Linked DNA regions of Sus scrofa: regions 2 and 3 are each linked to region 1. A link is a contact called in public HiChIP or PLAC-seq data. All regions are on one chromosome and are shown on one strand. The core of a region is the stretch at or near the end of the contact, and the rest is flanking DNA. Distances in the headings are between cores, read along the strand shown.

Evidence for each region. HiChIP or PLAC-seq counts read pairs in DNA pulled down with a chosen protein or histone mark.
Region 2: an H3K27ac HiChIP or PLAC-seq map of alveolar macrophages shows a contact between it and region 1. The contact joins two enhancer-like sites. A contact is called at or near these places in 1 of 47 Hi-C or Micro-C datasets (heart right ventricle) and 1 of 2 datasets of contacts at active chromatin or transcription factors (alveolar macrophages).
Region 3: a contact with region 1 is called in an H3K27ac HiChIP or PLAC-seq map of alveolar macrophages. The contact joins two enhancer-like sites. A contact is called at or near these places in 1 of 47 Hi-C or Micro-C datasets (heart right ventricle) and 1 of 2 datasets of contacts at active chromatin or transcription factors (alveolar macrophages).

Annotation. Positions count from the first base shown.
Region 1 is chr3:79,681,539-79,686,479 of Sscrofa11.1, reverse strand. All of the region lies in intron 1 of B3GNT2 (N-acetyllactosaminide beta-1,3-N-acetylglucosaminyltransferase 2), which reads left to right. Among named protein-coding and RNA genes, the nearest start is that of B3GNT2, 20 kb to the left of the region's middle. Within about 2 kb of position 2,444, at least 7 of the 83 cell types and tissues checked have an H3K27ac peak or open chromatin away from gene starts, as enhancers often do. A contact at or near this core is called in alveolar macrophages, where this site is marked.
Region 2 is chr3:79,898,286-79,903,226 of Sscrofa11.1, reverse strand. All of the region lies in intron 1 of COMMD1 (COMM domain-containing protein 1), which reads left to right. Among named protein-coding and RNA genes, the nearest start is that of COMMD1, 13 kb to the left of the region's middle. Within about 2 kb of position 2,831, at least 2 of the 83 cell types and tissues checked have an H3K27ac peak or open chromatin away from gene starts, as enhancers often do. A contact at or near this core is called in alveolar macrophages, where this site is marked.
Region 3 is chr3:79,527,955-79,532,895 of Sscrofa11.1, reverse strand. All of the region lies in intron 1 of LOC106508312 (a long non-coding RNA gene), which reads left to right. Among named protein-coding and RNA genes, the nearest start is that of TMEM17, 110 kb to the right of the region's middle. Within about 2 kb of position 2,230, at least 8 of the 83 cell types and tissues checked have an H3K27ac peak or open chromatin away from gene starts, as enhancers often do. A contact at or near this core is called in alveolar macrophages, where this site is marked.

The DNA of each region.
Region 1 (4,941 bases), core at 1,195-3,694:
CAAATACCTGTACTGTCAGAGGGTGCATTAGACATCTGACCACAGAAGAGGAATCGCTGAGACCACGGTCTCTCCCCCCTGTGAACCCAATCAGCTTTATCAAATCTATGGGCACAAAAGCCAACTGTATTTGTAATCAACACAGACATCCAATTTGGACTTCTTCATTTTCCCCTTATTTCCTGTACCTGTGTGACTTAGTTGTGTATGTGTGTTTCAATAGAGGGGCTGTGAAAGGAAACATGTTCCTACAGTCTCTCCAGCAGCAGCATTTGTTAAGTTAGGTGTGGACACAATGAACCCTTACCCAGAGAGGCTTGGGGCCCAAGAGCACTTGTCCATTCTCTCCAGCAGCCTCATCCCATCTGCCCACAAACTGTCTGTGTGGGTCTCTGCATGCTGACACCCTGGGCACCCAGCCCAGCTCTGGGCTGCCCTGCTTCTCCCCAAAGCTCTGATACCTACCATGTTTCAAGCCCCACTCAGGTCCTGCCTCGTCCTCTGCTGTCAACTAATGGACCATTGTCTATTTATTGCTTATCAATTGCTTATCAATTCACTGTACAGCACCCGTGCTTTATACACTTTCCCTCTAACTTTAGATTTAGATAGCACTGTTTATGGTTGGGGATGAGTTCAGATTGGTGATGCAGAGATCTCTCACTTGTGCCAGTTTTCAGCTGTTGCTTGTCAGCTCCAAATTTATCCTTTGTTGCCTGATCTGTGAAAATGGAGCAGGGCCTTCAGATATTTTTTCCTTTGCCTTCTCTACTTTGAGGGCCCTGAAGAGGCTGTTGCAGGATTTTCCTTCCTGGTTCCAGGAGTCTAGAACCTACACTTCTGGGCACCTGCAGGCCATAGCGTTCTCCAGCTTTTGGCTGCTGTGCATTCTGTCCAGCTCTGGCAGCTGAGGAAGAAAGGGGAGCCTGGGCCCAGCCCAGGTTGCTACTTCTCTTCAGCCCTACATGTATGCACACTGGGAGCCCTGTGATTCTGGCCATCTAGTGAGCTGGCCACCTATCTTTGTGCTTAGTATGGCCCATTTTGTCCAGGCCGTGCAATGAGGTATTAAGTTCCTGCAGAGGGAGGCTTCTCCAGGTCCTGGTTCCAGCGGCCCCCTGATACCCTAGGTATATGACTCCCTCTGCGCCCTTCCAGCTGTGTCCCAGTTTTGTTTCCCTGTCACCCTCCTGATGGGTACTCTGTTCCAGACTTTGTGCCAGTACCCTAGAAGGTGGTTCCTGCTTTCCCAGTGACTGGACCATCTCTAGCCTGGGCACCCAGGAACTTTTCTGCCATCTATACCTTCTTCAACAAGCTCCCAATCTTTCACATTTATCCTTTTGGGGGTACTTTTTATCTGGCACAGGGTACGCTTTAAGGTTCTAGTCTATCTTTATAGTTACTCAATTACCATATTTTTGAACTTCCCATGCTTAAGTTATCGTGTGGTTTTTGCCTCCTGGTTGGACCCAGACTGAAATACATCCCATGTACCCCAACTAAGCAAAACAGAAGGATGAATCAGAGAGAAATCTAGGGATTTTTCTGAGGGCTTGTTGAGAGCCTGCCAGCCAGACTTTGTACCCAGGTTCTGGGGCTTGGAGTGGAAACTCTTACTGAGCCATATCCATGCATGGGCTCTTAACAAGGGCTTCCAAAACACATTCAGCTCCATTGCAACATTTCTTTTCTAGGATGGTTTTCCACCTAGGTAAGTAGATGTCCCCGAGTTTTCAGTCTGTCCCACGGGCCTTCCTTCCTTCAGACATGGTCACCCTGTCCCTCTACTGTTGTGGGTCCTCCCATCGCCAGGAGGGAGGTGTGGCAGCTCCTCTGTCTGGGGATGCGATGGCGGGGAGTGCTGCCAGAGGAGCACTGGAAGCTCTGCAGAATCCCACGCACCTGCCTTCCCACACAGCTGGGGCTGGGTGGGGCTTTTCACTCCAGTTTGCCATTTCAAATCTTGCCCTAACCCACCCAGGTGTAGACAGACTCATCACTTCTGTTATTCTTACCTTCCCTAACTTTAGAAAATCCTGCTGTTATACTTGCATATTCAAAAAGGTGAGACAGATTTCTTTTAATACGTGTCACTGACCAGCACACATATAAGTGATTTTCCAGTGTCATCGCTTTAGAGAAAGAGCATGTTTATTTAATTAATCTAGTTGCTGCTGAACATCTGTATTCAGTGAACTTGACCATATGACCAAAATATGTTTGTTCAGCCAATGCTGACTGACTCTCAAATGCCACGTGCAGAGGTCATGGTGGTAGACACAGTGCGAGACCTCCATCACAGAGGATGCCCTAACTCCTGGGAGGAGAGCTTCAGAAGTGACCCTGGACCTAATTGAGGAGGAGGAGCTCTTCAGGAAGGCAGAGCAGACAGAGGGCACTTGCAGATGACAGAGGAGCTGGGGCTTTCCGCAAGAGGGAAATGTGTTTGCTGTGGTTGGAGGTTAAAGTGTATCTGCTGCGGAGTTGGAGGATGTTGGCAGGGGGTGGTGTGAGGGGAAGCACAAGCATCCTAAAGGGCCCTGGCCAGGACCAGAAGGGCATGTGAGTGGAGGCTGGAGGAATGAGGCTGGTGGTCAGGCTGGGGCATATCCTTGGGCAGGAGATCTCATCCAAGGGGCCTCATCTCATCTTGTCCATGAGGCCCTGAGCTCCGGGAGTGGAGAAGAGAGGAGTTGTAGAAGATAGCACGGCTGCAGTTAGGCTGTGAGGGAGCCGAGGTGTGCTGGTGACCAAACGGGGGAGCAGCATGAGCGAGGGATGTGGGTACAGGGGCTGAGAGTGGGTAGCGGAGCTGCGGGAACGAAGGGGTTGGGCTCCCGTGGCAGCCAAAGGCAGAGTGTGAATGGGAGAGGGGAGAGGAGAGGAGGAGGTGCAGGTGAGGCGTGGAAGTGGGGACTTTCGACTCCTGGGGGAAGAAGCAGCTCAAGGTCCTGCTACAAGGGCAAGTGGAAGGAGCGATCCATTGCAGATGAGGGGCCCAGGAAGAGAGACTCCACAAGGTTTAGAGCTAATATCTGGAGTTAACTGCATCCACTTGTAATCCTCCTTTCGGAGGTAATGGTTTAAGGTGGTGGGTAGATGGATTTCTAGAGTGAGAATATTTATAAAAGAGGCAAGAACACTAAAACTTGAGAAATGTGCTTTGCGTTTGTTGTGGGAATCAGAAGCCATGAAGGAAAACTCTTGAATGCTCATTGCATGGTAGTTAACACACTGGTGTGGCAGGTTATGTCATCCCCATCTGACAGATAAGGAAACTGAGACTCAGAGATGTCAAGTAACTTGCATAAGGTCACACAGCTAGTAATAGGTAGCATAATCAGACTTTAACTTTGACTCTAGATACCAGACTCTGACTTTCCAAAGTGAAAAATGATCTGGGACATTCTCTTCCTCAAACATCTACCAGCCTTGTTTTATAATGACACAGTCTTATACCCTGAAGATCTCTAACTCTTGCCAGTTTTACTAAAGGCAGGGGCAAGATGGCCTCTGAGAAGGCTGATTCCCGTTTACTAAATTTTCTTCCTCTTTTTCTCTAAGTTCTGTCTGTGTTTATCTGAGGATTGGACTTGGTGATTGATTTTATTTTAAATGATAAGAACCATTTGAGAAAGATCAATCACACTAGGCTTGGGGACCTATGTAATCCATGGAGACCAGAAGGTGCCTCAGACACTTTGGTGTGTATATAATGTTGCCTGTGGCAACATGTAGGTAAACAGATTGACCACATGTCCTTTTTCCTTTACATTTTGAACATGAAGGGAATTATTACTGACTACAAACTCAATTCCTTGAATTTAGCTGGTAGATGTTCTATGACTTAGAGACCAGAACGCAGTCAGACACGTTCTCTATCTGTGCCGGGTGTTTGGGGAGGCCTGGGGCTCTTGGGCCCTGGTTAAGAACCCAGGCCAGGCTTCTTGCTCCTGTGAAGGAACAGGCTCTAGGGCTGGCCCAGCTCTTCTGGTCCCCACCGAGCAGCTGCACTCACACTCTGATCGCCGCACTGTCTGCCCTGAGTGCCAGGAGGTAGGTTCTCTCCCCCGGAACCGCTTAGCTGCAAGCTGTCCCTGTCTCTTTATCTGAGCAGAACCTGGAAAGGCCTGGCAAGGACCAGGCAACAGATGTGAGCAGCCTGGGAGGGAGGTAAGGATTTAGGAAAGCCACTCTGGCCAGGCTTCTAGAGTGAGGGCAGGGGAGGTTGTGCAGGCAGGATGACGTACAGGTCCTCTGCCCCCTGATATGGCAGGGGGCCAGGGCTCTTTGTCTCTTGGAGGATTCGTGTGTCCCGTTTGCACAGGAGAGTGAGCAGGAAGCAGATTACCCTGGACGTGAAGTGGAGGAGGCTGCTAGCTGAGGAGGCTGCTAGCTAAGGAGCTTGGATTTCCAGCCTCCAAGCCTCAGCCTGACTGGATGGAGTGGCTGGTCAGTTCATTTCATGAGAAGGGCTCGCCTTTCTTTTTCTGTCTGCCTGCCTGCCTCCCTCCTTTCTTTTCTTTCTTTTACACGCATCCATTGTCTTTCAGATTCTTTTCCCACATAAATCATCACAGACTATTGGATAGAGTTCCCTGTGCTGTACAGCAGGTCCCCATTGGCCAATCACTCCATATACCTCAGTGTGCAGATGCCAATCCCAAACCCCCAGTCTGTCCCTCCCACCCGCCTGTCCCCTTTGTTAATCATAAGTGTTTCAAAGTGTGTGGTGGCTCTGTTTCTGTTCCTCAAATAAGTTTGTTTGTGTTCTTTTTTTTTTTTTTTTTGGATTCCATATACAGGTGATCTTACATGATGTTTGTCTTTCACTGTCTGACTTAGTCTTGCCGTTCGTTCTTTTATCCTTAACTTTGGTACAGGGGGCGGGAGGGAACCCTAGGCAGTCTTGGGCGCAGGTTCTGGATTGGGCCTGGG
Region 2 (4,941 bases), core at 1,582-4,081, 220 kb before region 1:
ATCACAGCTATAGTCTCTGCCCTGTAGATCATATAATTACTGGAGAATATAGACAGTAAGCTAATGGTTAAAGGTATTTTAAAAAGGCAGTCACTGAATATACCAACTTAGCTAAATTAGAGGCAGTTTAGAGAAGTTCCTAGCCCACTCTACAGCATAAACAAAGAATAAAAAAGGGTAGGGGAAGTCCTACTTTTAGATATAGTGGTCTAAAAAGAAAATATAGAAATAGCACACAACTAATTTCCCCTAGTTGTCTGCCTCTCGTCTCAAGGTAGAGGCTTTTCATGAATATGGCTGACTAAAGTCATGTAATGTCTTTCCTGGATGAGGATTTGGCTGCTCTGGGACCTCATTTTAAGTTTTCTTTTCCTTTTCTTTTCTTTTCTTTTTTTTTCTTTCTTTCTTTTTGTCTTTTCTAGGGCCACACCCATGGCATTTGGAGGTTCCCAGGCTAGGGGTTGAATTGGAACTACAGCTGCCGACCTACACCACAGCTCATGGCAACGCCTGAGCCCCAACCCAGTGAGCAAGGCCAGGGATCGAACCCGAAACCTCAAGGTCCCTAGTCAGATTCGTTCCTGCTGCACCATAATGGGAATTCCTCATTTTAAGTTTCTTGACTATCTTTGGGACCATTTTAACTGTCAAAGCATCTCTTGACTAGACCAAGGTGTGCACTGTGGTAGCATCATCTTCTCATGGGGGGCTGCTTAACTGCCTCTTCTCAGATCTGGAAGCAGTTCTCAAGTAGCTCCTTAAGGAAGATTGTAGGAGAGGTAATTTTTTCTTTTTAAGTCATAAAAGATGTATTTATCTGGTCTCACACTTAATTGCTAGTTTGGCTGAGAAGGTATTTCTAGGTTGAGCCACAATTTGAATGCATTGTTTCATTAACTGTCACCTGTCTTTTATCTCTGGAAGCTTTTAGGAGTTTCTCTTAATCCTTTATTTCCTTGAATGTCATTGATGTATGATTTTCTTTCATTTTGTTATTTGGGCCACTCTGTGTCCTTTCAGTCTGGAGACTTGTGACCTTTAGTTCTGGGAAAATTGTATTACTACTTTATTTTCTTATCTCTTTTTTTTCTCTTTTTCTAGCACTGATTTTTTGAATGTTAGACCTTCTAGACTGAATCCTCAAATTTGATTTTCTCTATTTTCTCTTTCTTTGTTTTTTCTTCTACTGTTTGGTAGATTTCCTCAACCTGATCTCTAGACTTTGTGTTTTTTCTCTTTAGGGCTACTACACCTGTAGCGTATGGAAGTTCCCAGGCTTAGGGGTTGAATCAGGGTTGCAGCTGCCAGCCTGCACTACAGCCACAGCAACACTGGATCTGAGCCGCATATATTACCTATGCTGCAGCTTGCAGCAACGCTGGATCTTTAACCCACTGAGCAAGGCCGGAGATCGAACTCACATCCTCAAGGAGACTGTGTTGGGTTCTTGACCCACTAAGCCACATGGGAACTCCTAGTCTTTTAGTTGAATTTTTCACTAGATCATATTTTTAATTTCCAAGAGTTTTCTTTTGACATGGACAATATGCCAATACAGGAGAGGAAGAGGTTTTTCCTTGACTCTCTTGGGGTTTCTGGCCAAGTCTGAAATTTTTAAAAGTTTCATTGACTTATAGTTGATTTACGATGTGATAAATTCTGCTGTACAATAAAGCGGTTTTGTTATACATATGCACATATCCACTTTTCCCAGATTCTTTTCCCTTTTAGTTTATTACAGCTTATTGGGTAGAGTTCCCTGTGCTTTATAGCAGGTCCCCATTGACCACCCATTCCATATACAGTAGTGTGCATATGTGAATTCCAAACCCCCAATCCATTCCTCCCCCACCTGTCCCCTTTGATAACCTAAGTTTGTTTTTGAAGTCTGTATCTTTCTGTTTTGTAAATAAGTTCGTTTGTATCATTCTTAAGATTCTGCATATAAGTGATAGCATATGGTTTCTGTCTGTAAGTCTGAAATATAAACTGACAAAGACAAATTAACAGGAGAGAAGTGTACAAATTTGTACTTTTGTGTGACGCAGGAGCCTTCATAAGGAAAGGAAGACACAAAGAAACAGACCTGACTATTTTATCCCAGGTTTGATAAAGAGTGGACAGTTCATAAAGGATTATCATAGGTTAGAAGTATGAAGTAATTATAGTAAACAGAGGGAAATTTAGTAAGCCCTGTATGTAGGGTTCTTCTTGGCATTCCTTTGCTTTTGAATATAAGAATGGATGCTCTGTTCCTCTGGATATAGGGAGGGCACCTCTTATATGATGGTTTATGACTTGTTTTACAAATGAAAAGTGCATAAAACAGTTTCTTTTTGATACTTGAGTCAATTTAAGAACAGACATCATTTGTATACATTTTGTACAGCAACTATTAAGTAACAGGAAATTGGAAGTTCCCGTCGTGGCTCAGTGGTTAACGAATCTGACGAGGAACCATGAGGTTGTGGGTTTGAACCCTGTCCTCGATCAGTGGGTTAAGGATCTGGTGCTGCCGTGATCTGGCGTTGCTGTGGCTGTGGTGTAGGCCGGCGGCCACAACTCTGATTCAGCCCTGACCCTGGGAACCTCCATATGCCGTGGGTGCAGCCTTAGAAAAGACAAAAAAAAAAAAAAAAAAAGTAATAAGTTAACTTTAGTATAAAAATGAATGTAAACTATCTGGTCTTAAAATGTTTAGATCAGGAGACATGAATAGGAGAGACTGAAAACATTTAACTTTTTCTGTCATACTTTTAGAATTCCTTTATCTCCTGTCTTAACTATAAGCAGTAATTCTTTTTTTTCACTTTAGGTGGCAGTATAATATTGCCTTGCTAATAGACTGATAAAATGTGCTAGAAGCAAGTTGTAATGTTTAAAAAGTTCTTGCTCTTGAGTTGTTCTAGTTCAGAAAACAAAGTTGGCTACTCAACAATAAGAATTTCTTATCCAAAAAGAAGTCTAAATATTCAGTTTGATATTTTGAATTTAGAAATATGTTCTGGAAAATTTAAAGCTCTGTAGACAGATTCCTTTTGCTATAGCCCCCCAGTTTTTGTATTACTATATTTTGATCATTTTTGTAACTACATTTTTCTCATTTTTGAGAAATTTTAAAAATTTAAGTTTTTTTGTTTTTTTGTTTTTTTGTCTTTTTGCCATTTCTTGGGCCGTTCCTGCGGCATATGGAGGTTCCCAGGCTAGGGGTCTAATTGGAGCTGTTGCTGCCGGCCTACGCCAGAGCCACAGCAACTAGGGATCCGAGCCACGTCTGTAACCTACACCACAGCTCACAGCAACGCCGGATCCCTAACCCACTGAGAAAGGCCAGGGATCGAACCCAAAACCTCATGGTTCCTAGTCATATTCGTTAACAGCTGTGCCACGATGAGAACTCCTGTAGCTTATTTATTTTAGAAATAATAGTTTGTACTTCTTAACCCCCATCCCTATTCGTTACTTTTGGGAGTTTAGATGATAACTCATGAGATATATTTCTACTCCTCTGAAGGACTGGCAAACAATGTTACTATTTTATGTTACTGGACATATACATGATAAAGCAGCAAATACAGATTGCCAGTTAGAGTTTGTGGAATATTTTAATCGGCTTAAATGACCTGTAATAAGGTGTTTTGTAAGCTTTTTCTTTCTTTCTTAATCTGTATTAATTGAAGATTGATTTTTGGTTCTCCTTTTCTCAAAGCAACTATTCTAGGTCTGAAAACTTGACTTAGGTTGAAGAGTTCCTAGGAAGGAATATTTTAAAGAAAATTTCTATCTTTGATTTACCTATCAAATATAGTCAATCCTGCTTACAGCTGGTTTCTACAAATTCAAGGATACAGAGGGACAACTGTACTATGCCATTTCATATAAAAGATTTGACCATTCTTGATTTTGCTGTCTCTGTGGACACCAAGGCACAACTGTATTTACTGAGCCCCTAATATGCTATACCCTGCTTTGTACACAAAATGAATGTCATAGCCCATGTTGTAAAGAGTCCTGTATTATATGGTAAATGCCATAAGAAAGGTATAAATGATGTGTTCTGCTGGAATAGATCCTTATTTGGTAATCTTTTTAAACCACAGAAATATGAAAAGCCAGGGTTTTGTTTTGTTTTGTCCTAATGAAACATCTATATCTTTGACTCTGTCTTTTAAAGTTTTTTTTTTTTTTTTTTTTTTTTTTTTTTTGGCCACCCCTGTGGCATGTGGAAATTCCTGGTCCAGGGATTGAACTTGCACCACAGCAGCAACCCAGGCTGCTGCAGTGACAATACTGGATTCTTAACCCTTTACATCACAAGGGAACTCCCTAATGCCTTTTTTTTTAAATTAATGACTTTTATTTTTTCCATTATAGTTGGTTTACAGTGTTCTGTCAGTTTTCTCCTGTATAGCAAAGTGACCCAGTCACACATACATATATATACATTCTTTTTCTCACATTATCCTCTACCATGCTCCATCCTTAATTCCTTTTTTAAAAAAGCCATATTGGGAGTACCTGCTGTGGTGCAGTGGATTAAGAATCCGGCTACAGTGGCTTGGGTCACTGCAGAGATACAGGTTTGAGCCCCAGCCCAGTGCAGTGGGTTAAAAGATCCAGCATTGCCACAGCTATGGTGTAGGGTTGCAGCTGCCAGCTCAGATTCAGTCTCTGGCCCGGAAACTTCCACATGTTGTGGGTGTAGCCATAAGAAAAAAAAAAAATATTTGTGACACATGAAAGTTATATGAAATTTAAATTTCAGTGTCCATAACAAAATGTATGGTTACTTTTGCTCTACAAGGGTGGAATTAAATAGTTACAACAGAGATGGGGTGGTTGGCAAAGCCTAAAATATTTACTCTCTGCCATTTACAGGAAAATTTGCCAATTCCTGCTGGATACACCAGTGTTGAATATATCACAGTATGCTTGCCCACT
Region 3 (4,941 bases), core at 981-3,480, 150 kb after region 1:
TGTGAACTCCTGTTTACTATTCTTTTGTCTGTGATTTCTGATCCAGTAGTGATTGTGGCTCTTGGAGTCACTTCTGCTTTAGGGACCCAGAATGGTTTTCACTTCTATTCATGTGCACATTTCCGTGGGCTGCAGAAGTGTAACAGAATGTAATTTAAGAAATGTAACCAGGAGTTCCCATTGTGGCTCAGAGGAAATGAATCTAACTAGTAACCATGAGGATGCAGGTTCGATCCCTGACCTCGCTCAGTGGGTTAAGGATCCGGTGTTGCCAGAGCTGTGGTGTAGCTCACAGACATGGCTCAGATCTGGTGTTGCAGTGGCTGTGGCTGGCACCTACAGCTCTGATTTGACTGTTTGCCTGGGAACTTCCCTATGCCAAAGGTGCGGGCCTAAAAAAACAAAAAGAGAAAGAAATGTAACCCAGGAAGAGAGCTAGAGCTTGGGGGCTCCATGGTGTGTTTATTTCCAGCAGTTAAGACTAAGGGTTGGATATAGGGGTGGTCTGGGTTGGGAGACATTTGGTAGTTAAAACATGAGTATAAAGGAGCTTGCTTGGAGTTCCAGTTGTGGCTCAGCGGTAATGAACCCGACTAGTATCTAACAGGATGTGGGTTCGATTCCTGGCCTTGCTTGGTGAGTGAGGATCCGGCGTTGCTGTGAGCTGTGGTGTAGGTTGCAGCTGTGGCTCGGATCTGGTGTTACTGTGGCTGCACTGTAGGCCGGCAGCTGTAGCTCCAGTTCAATCCCTAGCCTGAGAACGACCACATGCCATGGGTGTGGCCCTAAAAAGCAAAAAAAAGCAAAGAAAAGAGCTTGCTTGCTGAGAATGCAACCCTGAAAATTTGTGGGTAGAAGAGGAAGAGAAGACCATTGAGGAGGGAGCGGAATGAGAAGAACTGGGAGAGCGAAGGATATGAGAGAAACCATCGGCCAAGGGAGTTATGGATGGAGAGAAAAAGTTTCACACATGAGCGGACAGATTAGGGAGGTGACAGCTGAACATGTGGGTGGTTTTTAGCAGGAGTAGGAGCTAGCTAATGGTCTTGGAAAGAGCGGATCAGTGGAGCAGAGGAGGCAGAAGCCGTTTTGAGCAGGATGAGGAGTGAGTGAGCTGAGGGAGTGGCTCAGGTAAATACAGCTAAACAGAATCACCCAAGATTTGAAACTGGTTAAGGCAGAGACTTCTGTCAGCCCTTATCATGGGCAGGGGTGTAAGAGGCAGCTGGAAGGCCGTGCTCAAAGGACCACTTTGCTGTTTGTTCATATCTACTTTCACTGAATGAGTAAAATCATATTTTTAATAACTGAGGGACATCTATAGAGATAGAAACTTTGGGTTGGGGAAGGTGCCGCGAAGTGAGTAAAAGCCATCTGCCCAAATTAGAACTATGAGAAGAAAAAGCCTTGCCAGGCACCGTGACACACTGAAGCCAATAAGGAATCGAAGGGAAGGGGTGATGAGGGAGTTGCAAGTAATCCAGCATCAGGGCGGGGGATACTGTGGTTTCTGCTGCCTTGTGTCTGAGACACTCTGAATAATTAGCACTCTGACTCTTAGATGTATTAGAGAGCAGCCAGGAGATGGACAACCTGCAACAGACAATTCTAGAACTTTGATTCAGAACACAGAGAACATAGGGTTTGAAGTATTACTTGATTTCAAGTAAATTGATTGACTTGTAACAAATAATTTTATAATATTTCTGATATTTTAACAAATAATTGTTTCTGCTGTGCCATGATGGGAACTCCTAATTGTATTGGTTTTAACAAATAATGTGTTAACATTATTTGTGTTTTAATAAATAATTTTATAATCTTTCTGATATTAAAAAAGTGAGTACAAAAAAAATGGGGGGGGGGAGTTCCCTTCATGGCTCAGCAGTTAATGAACCTGACTAGGATCCATTAGGATGCGGTTCAATCCCTGGCCTCATTCAGCCAACTAAGGATCTGTTGTTGCTGTGAGCTGTGGTATAGGTCGCAGATGAGGCTCAGATCCCATGTTGCTGAGGCTCTCTCATTCAGGCTGGCAGCTACAGCTCTGATTAGACCTCTACCCTGGGAACCTCCATACGCCATGGGTGTGGCCCTAAAAAGCGGGGGGGAAAAAAAAGTGATTACAAACAATATTTTCTAAGAAGTTCCCTTAGGCCACTGGCAGGGGCTGACCTCAGATTCTTGATGTGTTTCTCTGTGTTCACCCAAGGCCTACCCCCTGCTTCTGACTGTTACTATGACAACTTGTCTAGTTGTTCTGTCTCTTGGAGACACTGGCTGCATGTCATCCCCAGCCCTTTGGCAGAGCCCAGTATGCAGGTCCTCTGGGTCACGTTCCTGGCCTGCCTTCAGGTTTAGATAACCCGAAAGTTCCCGTTGTGGCTCAGTGGCTTAAGAACCCAACTAGTTTCCATGAGGATGTGGGTTTGAGCCCTGGCCTCGCTCAGTGGGTTAAGGATCCAGCATTGCTGCAAGCTGTGGCACAGGTTGCAGATGCAACTTGGATTTGGTGTTGCTGTGGCTGGAGCTCTGAATTTTACCCCTAGGCTGGAAACTTCTATATGCCATGGATGTGGCCCTAAAAAGAAAAGAGAAAGAGAGAAAGAAAGAAAAAGAAAGAGAAAGGGAAAGAAAAAGAAAGAAAAAAGAAAAGAAAGGAGGAAGAAAAAGAGAAAAAAAAGAAAGGAACAGGTTTAGATAACCCTGTTCCTGCTGCACACTTTCCTGCTGCTGCTCCCAGGCTTGTCTCTGCTCCTACTGTTGCTGAGCTGGTGCCTCCTATCAGGACACCTGTTGTGCAGACTAAAAGACGGAATATGAAGGCCAGCACAAACTTTCAGTAAGGAAGGCTGAAAGCCCATAAATTTTGGGGGGATGTGCTCAGCCTTACAAAACCTCAGTTGACTGCATGCTGTATCCACAGAAACCTCCACCACTTCCCTTAAAATACAGGAAGAGAAGTAATAAAAGAAAAATTTCCTGTTGAACATTTGTTGACAACCAGATATAAGAAGAGGAACAATGAAATATAAAAGGATGATGGGTTTTATGCTCACTAATGCCCTTCCTGTTAAAAAGTCCAGCTTGGAGGATGGAGTGGGGGACTTGGTCACATAGCTGTGGGCACAGGACAGTCATATAGTCAGGTCTCTTGCTTGGGGGGTCCCGAAGAATAGAGCCAGCCTCTGGATTGATTTCTGGGAGCGTTAGCTTCTTGGATGTCACAATAAACAAAAGTTGGACTTTCTCAAAAATTGAAAGGCATCATTTTGCTGAACTTAAGGCCATGTGGCTTCTTTGGGGACTGGGCATGACTATGGAAAGCCTTGAATACCTTTAGTGGCATTTGCCATTAGGGAGTTTTCTGCCACAATGGCTGTGAACAGGACCTCAGTTGGGAAAGGGCCTCCCAGTAGCCAGATACCTTGTGTCGACTGTCACAGCATCTCCCCAGATTCTACCTTCTGCATCCTGGATCCACCACTGCCTAGGACCTGAAGTTGAGTTCCACCCTGAATGCCTATAAAGAAAGCTTTTAGGAAAATAATGTGAAACAATGATTTTATTGCTTTTGTTTAAAATAACATATATCTGGTATAAAAATGTAAGTAATACAGAAAAGCACAACCAAAAAAGTAAAAAAAAAAAAAAACCCAACTCACTGAGTCCTACTGCCCAGAGACAACCATTTCCAACATTTATAAAACATCATTAACGACCTGTATGTATGTGGATAAATAGAACTGAAGAATTTTTTAAAACTAGGATTATACTCTGCACACCGTTATATTTTATTTATTTATTTATTTATTTAATTTTAAGGCCACACCTGCGGCAGATGGAAGTTCCCAGGCTAGGGATTGAATCAGAGCTACAGCTGCCTGCCTATGACCTACACCTCAGCTCACGATAGCACAGCAGATGACCTACACCGCATCTCACAGCAACAGCGGGATCCTTAACCCACTGAGCAAGGCCAGGGATTCAACCTGCATCCTCATGGATACTAGTTGGGTTCATTACTGCTGAGCCACAATGGGCACTCCCTGCATACCCTTTTAGATGATAAACAGTTTTAATATTGTTCACTTGAATTTACATTAGAAGAGTTGAACTGAAACTTAGAAATGACTAAATTGATGGTTTCTTCACCACAAGTTCTTAAAAAGATTAATTCCTTTAGAGTTAAAAAACAGAATGAAAAACATTAAAAGATTGAATTTACTATGCTTGAAAAAAAGCAAGTTTCACTTTTAAGTCATATCATTGAATTTCTGCTATGAATAATCCCATGCCCAATGCTCTCTTAATTTTTATTATATTCCATTGTTAATATTGACCTCACTTGATTTTGTTCTCTTAGCCATACTTCTTGCTACTGTTGATTTCAGCCCTATATTTAATAGGCTTAGTGCTCCCCTCTCCATGTTACCCCACTGTTATAGGTTCAACTGTATCCTCCCTAAAGAAGGCATGTTGGAGTCCTAATTCCAGGTACCTCAGAATGTGACCTTATCTGAAAATAGAGTGTTTTCAGGGGTGATCAAGTTCAAATGAGGTCATTAGAGTGGGCCCTAATCCAATATGATGGGTGTTCTTATAAAAGGGGAAATGTGGACAGAGACCTGCGCAAAGGGAAGATGTAGAAAGAGACAGAGGAAGAACACGCTATGAGCACTGGAGTCACATTGCCACAAACCACAGAACTTCTGGGGCTGCAAAAAGCTGGAAGAGGTATAACGGAGGCTCCTTCCTTAGCACCTTCAGAGGGAGCACGGTCCTGCTGGCACTTTGATTTCAGAATTCTAGACTCCAGAACTCTGAGACAACATTGTTCTGAGCCATCTAGTTTGGGGTGCTGTGTTATGGCAGCCCTAGGAAGCTCATGCACGTAGGTTCTCTCTTCTAGAATTTGTTTTGACTCATTCCTTGGTTGAG